Linked DNA regions of Sus scrofa: region 2 is linked to region 1. A link is a contact called in public Hi-C data. All regions are on one chromosome and are shown on one strand. The core of a region is the stretch at or near the end of the contact, and the rest is flanking DNA. Distances in the headings are between cores, read along the strand shown. Region 1 holds the start of TSPAN16 (tetraspanin-16). Region 2 holds the start of ELAVL3 (ELAV-like protein 3).

Evidence for each region. Hi-C and Micro-C count contacts between places; a contact is called where the count stands out from the background.
Region 2: a contact with region 1 is called in a Hi-C map of fetal liver, with 2.6 times the contacts expected there. The contact joins the promoter of ELAVL3 here to the promoter of TSPAN16 in region 1. A contact is called at or near these places in 1 of 5 promoter capture datasets (liver) and 12 of 47 Hi-C or Micro-C datasets (blood, brain, embryonic fibroblasts and 6 more).

The regions. Positions count from the first base shown.
Region 1 is chr2:69,996,903-70,000,808 of Sscrofa11.1, forward strand. It overlaps TSPAN16 (tetraspanin-16), which reads left to right and starts at 2,277. Exons shown (of 6, transcript XM_021083874.1): 1 at 2,277-2,419. The coding sequence starts at 2,351.
Region 2 is chr2:70,132,613-70,136,518 of Sscrofa11.1, forward strand. It overlaps ELAVL3 (ELAV-like protein 3), which reads right to left and starts at 1,736. Exons shown (of 7, transcript XM_021083879.1): 1 at 1,288-1,736. The coding sequence starts at 1,296.

The DNA.
Region 1 (3,906 bases), core at 1,027-3,526:
CAGCAAGGCCAGGGATAGAAACCCCATCCTCATGGATACTAGTTGGGTTAGTTTCTGCTGAGCCACAACAGTAATTCCAATCCTCTGTTATTCTGCAGTGGTGTTTCAGTGTCCTCCTAATTGCTCTATAGCGCCACCTCAAGAGGGGTTTATCACTGTTTTCTAGACCCTTTGACCTCTGATAAATTTCACCGGCTTTCTTCAGTGTTTTTTTGTTTGTTTGTTTGTTTTTTGCTTTTTGTTTTCTTTCCCTCCCAAATGTCTTGAATTTTCAGTTCGCAGGATGCCTGCGCTATTCTGTCTCTTTGCATCAATTCAGTGTGTGTGTGTGTGTGTGTGTGTTGGGGGGACTTAGGGGTGGGTCTTGCCTCTCCATTTCCTCACGCCGGAGTGCTGAGTGGCGGCCCTGGGGGACAGAGGCACATTTTGGTGTATCTGGGAGTTCCCGTTGTGGCGCAGCAGAAACGAATCGATTTCCATGAGGATGAGAGTTCCATCCCTGGCCTGGCTCAGTGGGTTGGGAAATCCAGCGTTGCTGTGAGCTGTGGCCTAAGTAGCAGATTCGACTAGGATCCACCTTTGCTGTGGCTGTGCCACAGGCCCGCAGCCGTAGCTCCGATTTGACCGCTATCCTGGGAACTTCCATGTGCCGTGGGTGCGGCCCTAAAAAGCAAATAATAAAAAAGTAAAAAAAATAGATGTATCTGGCTAGGAGAGTCAGACTCGGCGAGTAGGAAGGGCAGTATTTTCTCTGATGGCCACCAGGGGGTGCGCGAGGCCGGGACGTGGGCCTCCGTCTTGCTGGGAAGTCGGGGCGGGGCGGGGGCGGGGCTGCCTCGGGGCGGGGCTGCCTCGGGGCGGGGCTGCCTCGGGGACGGGGCTGCCTCGGGGGCGGGGCTGTCTCTGGGGCTCCAGCCACGTCCAGCGTTAGGTACTCATTTCCCAGTTTCGGCCAGGGCTGCTTACCTTTGGAGCAGGACCCTACGTCCACACCACTCTGCCCCCCCACCTTCCCTGCCCTATATCTGTCCTTCATTTTCCCTCCCTCTTTTGCCGTCCTTCTGTCCTGCTCTTTGCCTCTGTTTTCTCCCCACCTTTGTACTCCTATTTTTGGGCCCTCAGATCCTAGTTCTGAGGCTCCTTATTTCAAATGACCTTTTAGAAAAAGATGTGGAAGGACGCACTCCTAGCATTGATGTGACCCATGGTCCAGGGAGGAGACAGTGACGCCTTCAGAAACATCTTGCTTAGTTTTACATGTTCCAAGGAGCAGGCAATTTGACAAACATTCATTCAGTTAATTCAAGTGGAAAGTATTTTCTTTCTTTAGTTGGGCCTTGGGAGTTACCGAAGATCATGAAAACCCTGAGCCCTCCAGGACCTGGCCACAGACAAGCTGCACGGAGGAGCACAGGCTTGGACCTAGATGGGGTGGAGAGAGAGAGACAGTAGGGGCTAGTGGCTGCAAGGAACTGGGCCTGGGAGCCATCAGAGCCTACAAGTACATTTTTTTGCTGTGAGATGCCCTCTGTGTCTGTGTTATCAAGAAAGGCCTAGTGATCAATGACACATGGGCTCAAGGACAGTATCTTCACTAGCTGTGGATGAGCAGACCTTGGATGGAGAAAGTACAGGCTCTCAGGTACACAGGGGTCTGAGTTCTTACCTTTGTATCACTCTGGGAACTCCAAAGCCCAGCCTTGGCTCTGCTGCCTGTGTGGCTGTGGGCAGTTACCTTGGCCTCTCTGAGCTCTGTGAAGAGGATGAACTCAGTGAGCTAAGGTGTAGGGAGGGACTTGGGGAACCTGAAGGCTTGCAGCTAGATTCCTGCTTTGTGGAACCTCTTTGTTCATTCCACAGAGGTTTCTTGAGCACCACTGTGTATCAGGCTTTGGGAACATAGCCATGGGTAGGAGAACCCAGGCCCCTGTCCACTAGGAGGTTCCAGTCTAGTGGGGGCATTAGCTACATAGTTGGTCAGTGCTGAGCACTATGCCCACAGGGCCTGGGTAGCATCAAAGGGGTACCAGGGTGGCACACCATGTCTCTTCTCCATCCTTGGTGTGACCCATTTGGAGAATGAGGAACCAGCAGGGTGCAGTTTGGGGCACCTACTTCCCTAGCACTAGGATCCTTGCTCTGGCATCTGATTGTGATGTGATAAAGGCTGATGACTGAAGAGAGGCAGCTGCTAGACCCCCTTCCATGCAGAGAAAGAGGCAATCAGGAAAGAGAGGGGGCAGAGCAGGTCAGCTTTGGTGCCCCCAAACCTCTACCATCTTGGAAAACATAGCCCAGAGGTTTAGGAAGATGCTGACTTAAATGGTCAGAGCACACCAGTCTGGCCGACATGGCTGAAGTACACACTACGTATTATTCCTTGAAGAAACTGTTATCTTTCTTCAATGGCATCATGGCTGTAAGTATGTCACAATCCGGTCCCTGGGGGCTTTGCAGCCCTTCCTCCACAGCTGGCTCCTTCAAAGACAGAAATAAGTTGATCTAATTCACTGGCATCCAGATCTGTGGTCCCTAGGGAACCAGGAGGGATGTAGGGCAGACTGACGAGGAGCAGGACGCTCTGGGACCAGGCGTCGCCTCCAACGACCCAGAGCTGCTGAAATCAGGCAGAGGAGTCCTTTATTTCTCTGCCTTCTCTGGGTCCTTTACCTTTTTTTTTTTTCCCTTTGCTTTTTAGGGCCTCATCTGCTGCATATGGAGGTTCCCAGGCTAGGGGTCAAATCAGAGCTACAGCTGACGGCCTACGCCATAGCCACAGCAACGCAGGATCTGAGCCACATCTGTGACTTACACAACAGCTCACGGCAATGCCAGAACCTTAACTCACTGAGGGAGGCCAGGGATCAAACCCAAAACCTCATAGTTCCTACTCAGATTCATTTGCGCTGCGCCAAGACGGGAACTCTGGTTCTTTACTTTTTTAAATTTTGTTTTGCATTTTTTCAGGGCCATACCTGCAGCATATGGAGGTCCTCAGGCTAGGGGGGTGGGGATTGCAGAGCCCACAGGGAGAAGAGCCCTGGCGGGATGAGGGATCATGGGATGAGGGGTTCTGGGCAGGAGGTGGAGAGAACGGAGCCTGCCTGGCAGCTGCCAGCCTACACCACAGCCATGGCAATGCCAGATCCGAGCTGTGTCTGTGACTGACGCCACAGCTCACGGCAATGCCAGATCCTTAACCCACTGAGCAAGGCCAGGGATTGAACCTGCATCCTCATGGATACTAGTCCTATCCTTAACCTACTGAGCCACCACAGGAACTCTCTGTCCTTTACATTTTTTCAAACCATTTTTTTCTTACTGTAAAAGTAACCCAAGGAGTTCCCTGGTGGCTCATTGGGTTAAGGACCTGGCATTGCTGAGGTTGTAGCACAGGCTGCAGCTGCAGCTTGGGTTTGACCCCTGGCCCGGGAACTTCCACTTGCAGCAGATGCAGCCCCCCACCTCAAAAAAAGTAATCTGAAATATTCACTGTTAAAGAAGTAGTTGCTTTCTTTTTTGTTTATTTTCCTTAACCCACTTATTGAGTCCAGGAATAGAACCAGCATCCTCATGGATACTAGTCAGGTTCTTAACCCACTGGGCCACAACGGGAACTCCAGAAGTCATTGTTTTTAATAGTAAAACAGTATGAGTAAAGGCTGCCAGGAAAGAGAAGAAAATTAAAAATCACTCCTCCTCGGAGTTCCCGTCATGGCTCAGTGATTAACGAATCCTACTAGGAACCATGAGGTTGCAGGTTCGATCCCTGGCATTACTTAGTGGGTTAAGAATCTGGCATTGCCTTGAGCTGTGGTGTAGGTCGCAGATGTGGCTCAGATCCAGAGTTGCTGTGGCTCTGGTGTAGGTTGGTGGCTACAACTCCGATTAGACCCCTAGCCTGGG
Region 2 (3,906 bases), core at 486-2,985, 140 kb after region 1:
AGCCAGGTGGGCGGGTCCCAGGATCCAGCAGGGGAGAGGCCCAGGCACGAAGGGAGTGCTAAGCATCCCTCCACTCACTATGCTCGCTACTACTCGAAAAAGAGGTCCAGAAAGAGACACAGTGTACAGAGACACACACAGAGAGACCCGAGAAACAGAAAGAGCGGAAGAAGGAGGCCCGGGCGCCGGGACCAGACAAAGGACGCTCGGCGGCGCGGGGAGCGGAGTCGCGCGGTGGGGGCAGGGGTGGAGCCGGGGTGGGGCTAGGCTTGGCCAACCCCGCCCCCGTGATACGCCTGGGCTGCGGAGTGGAAATCCGAGGGCTCGGGTGAGGCCGGGCCCTCGGGGCCCCCGGGGTGTGGCCTAGATGGGCGGGGCAGGGGCGTGGTTAGGAAGGGCGTGGTCGGGCGTGGCTGCGCACTCGGGAGCTGACCAGCTCAGTGGCTGCTGAAAGCACCGGGCGCTGGACGAGTGGCGCCGGCAGGCGGGCGGGCGCTCTCAAGGTCACCCCGCGGCCCAGAGCTCTGGCGGGGTGGGTCGCCTAGACATGGCCTAGGGGGCCTGCCTGAGTCCCTTACCCCATCCCCTGGGGGGCGGGGGCTCAGGAGCCGCGGAGCACCCCCCCCCCCTCCCGCGGGCTCTCCTTTCCCCTCCCCCTCCCCGCAGCCTGAGGCGCCCGCGCGAGGCTACGGCCCGCGAAGAAGCGCCGAGAAACAAAGGGACGCGGCGGCAGTGGCGGCGGGCCCGCGGGGCCTCCGGGCGCGCCCCCTCCTCTCCCCTCCCCGCTTGCCGCAAGGTCGACGGGCTCGAGGACAAGACGCCCGGCTTCCGGGCGCGGTCGAGGCCCAGGGCGCGCGATCCGACGCCACCCCTTCCCTGGGGCTCTTGGGGACTACTTGCCGCCTTATCCTGGTCCAGCACCAGTGACTGGGGCCCTGCGTTTGCCTGGGAGGCCTGCTGGGTCCGGGCCTGGATGGAGGATGCCTCCTCCGCCGCGGCGGCCCCTCCCCCATCAGGCCTGATGAAGGGGGGGCAACCTGTCCCCAGGGAGCCGTAGGATGGCCCCCGAATCGCAACTCGGTTCCCTAAGGCCTCTCACGCCAGACTCTGAGCGCCCACAGCACTTTGGGCGCGGTCCTGCCCACTCTCAGGCCCCGAGGCTCGGTCCTACCCCCCCCCACCCGGGCCTAGCTAGGCCTGGTCCTACCCCCCCATCTCCATCTCCTCGGAGCCTGTGCCTAAGCACTTTCCGACCAGGTTCCCTCTCAGCGACAGGAGAATACCTACAGTGACCATTCTTGTGTGCCCGGCGGGCGCGGTCCGTGTTGAGGGCGGCTCCGGGGGTCGTGCACTCCTTGGGGGGCGCTCGATTCTCACGCCGGGGTCCTGCCCGGGCGGCCTCTGGTGCGGCCGCTGCAGAGGTCTCGGTGAGGGCAGCGGCTCCCTCGAGGGTCGGAGACGGGCCCGAGCCCGGGTACGCGCGCGCGGATAACCGGGCCCCGGGGTGGCCTGCGGACAGCAGGGGATGGAAAGAGGGAGCGGACGCGGGATTGAGAACGCCCCCTGCGCGGCCCCGCGGGGCCCGGGGAGCTTGCGCTTCCCGACAGAGATCGCGGCGCTCTGCCTTTCGCCGCCGCCCCTCCGCCCGGCCTGTCCAGTCCCCGGTGTTCAGTCCTCTCCCCTCGCCCGCCCTCCCTCCCTCCCTCCTGCCCGCGCTGCGCGCTCCGCGCTCTGGGCCGCGCCGCCGCCGCCCCCAGCCCTTTATAGCAGCAGCTGCTAGCGCCGGCGTCTCTTATTGGCTGTGGCAACGGAGCCCCGCCTCCTCGCGGCGCCCGACGGCGCGGCAGGTGGAAGCGAGCGCGCGCTGACCAGGAATCCGCACTCGCAGAAAGCGCATCCTGGGGGCTCGGGTTGCCAGGTTTGGGGCCTTTTGCTCTCATGTATCCTGCTTCCAGCGTTAGAGCCCCTTCTTGGGCTGACTTTCTGCCCAGAAGACAGGAAGGGTTCCCCTCTGCCCAGCACCCGGAACTGGAGGAGCAAAGAGGGTGAGGGCCTTATTGTACTACCTTCAGGAGGTACTGTTCCCGGGAGAGGACTGGAGAGGGATGAGGAATTTCATCCTTCAATACTTCAATGGGCAGAAGCCCGTGTCCCCAGATTTGGAGGGCAACAGGTGTAGTCTCAAGAGCAAGGGAGGAGGGTGAGTGGGCTAGGACCTAGTCTGCTCGCATAAGGAATTGGGATCCTGTGGATTTTGAGAGGTCTAGGTGTCTCTAGGGTTCAAAAGAGGGGGCGGGTAATAGGCACCCTACAGTGCAGCGGGACGCAGCACGGCTCCAAAGGGGATGAAGTTTGGGGTTCCAGGCAAACCCCGCTGGTCCCCTACCGACCCGGGAAACCATAGGTCCTCCTCGGTCCCCCAAAACTTCGAGTGGATGGTTCTTCCATGAAAATATCCTGGCTTCTGGGGCCTGTGATTGGTCCGCCTGTAGAGTTGTGTTACCTCTCTGATAGAGGGGGATCTGGCCTTTATCTCAGGCGATAGAGGGTGGCGCAATCTCCTTTGGAGCGCAGGCACAATCGCACGTTTTTGTCGGTGCGGCCATAAGGCGCGAGGAGTTGTTCTCAGTAGAGCACTAGGGGCGCCTTCGAGTGAGGCTTCAGCACCACAGACAGCGATCCGACGGCCCTGCCCCAGCGCGGCTGGAAGGGTAGCCCGGGTCTTCTAACAGGAGAGTCGCAGTCTAAACCAGATCCTCGTCCCTGCACGCCCTTTTAGGCTCCACACTGTCCGAGAGTACCCTCAAACCTAGCGTGGAGAGCTTAATTTGACCAATCAGAGATGGCCTTCAAGAGGACCAATTGAGGAAAGATGCCTTCGAGATTGAGCCAATGGGAACGCGCGCGGCAGAGAGCCCGGCTACGCCGATGGAAAAGGAAGGCCAATCATAACGGCCCGCGCAATCTGGGTGGTGGCGCTGCAGGTTCCAGTTTGGCCCCTCTTGGGTTTGCCAGGGCTACCTGGCTCCCGACCGTGGGGACCCCGAGCGATGGCTTGTTCCTTCACCCCTTGTCCCTCCTGGAAACTGTGCCAGTGTTGGGAAAGGGTCTACTCCTGGGCGCGCAGACCCGGCTGCAGTTCCCATGGAAACTGCTGGCTCCCGGTAGAGCAGGGATAGCGAAGGGGACTGAGCCTTTGCGGAGAGGCTCGCGGGGGCGGCCTCAGCAGCCAGACTCGCTCATCATTGCCGACTCATTCGTCCCCAGCTGGGGTGGCCCAGGGTCCGAATAATAAAATGAGGCCTAGCCGCAGCCCCGCCCCCACGAGCTGCTGAGGAGCCAGCGGGGCCAATCTGCTAGTGGCGCCACAGGGCTCCTCCCAGCACGTGCCTGGGCTCGCGGCTGCGGTCCCGAGAGTCATGTGGTTGCGGCCACTAGGGCCCACGCGGCTTGCGCGCCACCTGGCGGCTGCATGGCCTGAAATCGTTCCCCGCCCCTGTCCCTGGCGGCCCACAGGAGGAGGAGGAGGCAGCCTCAGCATCCTCCTCCGGGAAATGGGGCCAGGGCAGTCGCCCCGCTGCTGCCAACTCCCCAACCCCCTGCGGCTTCCTGTTCCAGGAACAAGTCGAGCCCGTTCTACCTCGGGGCTTTGGCACTGGCTGTTCCTTCGGCCAGGGATTACCTCCCCCCGGCTTTCTTCACGGATGGAACCTCTTTGTCATTCTGGACTGTGCTCAAATGCCACCTCCCCAAAGAGGCCCTCCCTGACCACCGACCTAAACAGCAGACCCAGAAACATAATCACTATTTTCTGCACGGCACTTGTCACAGCTGTAGATGTCTTATTTAGGGGTTTACTGAACATCTCCCAAACTACTCCCTGAGAAATCTGAGGGATTAAGAGAG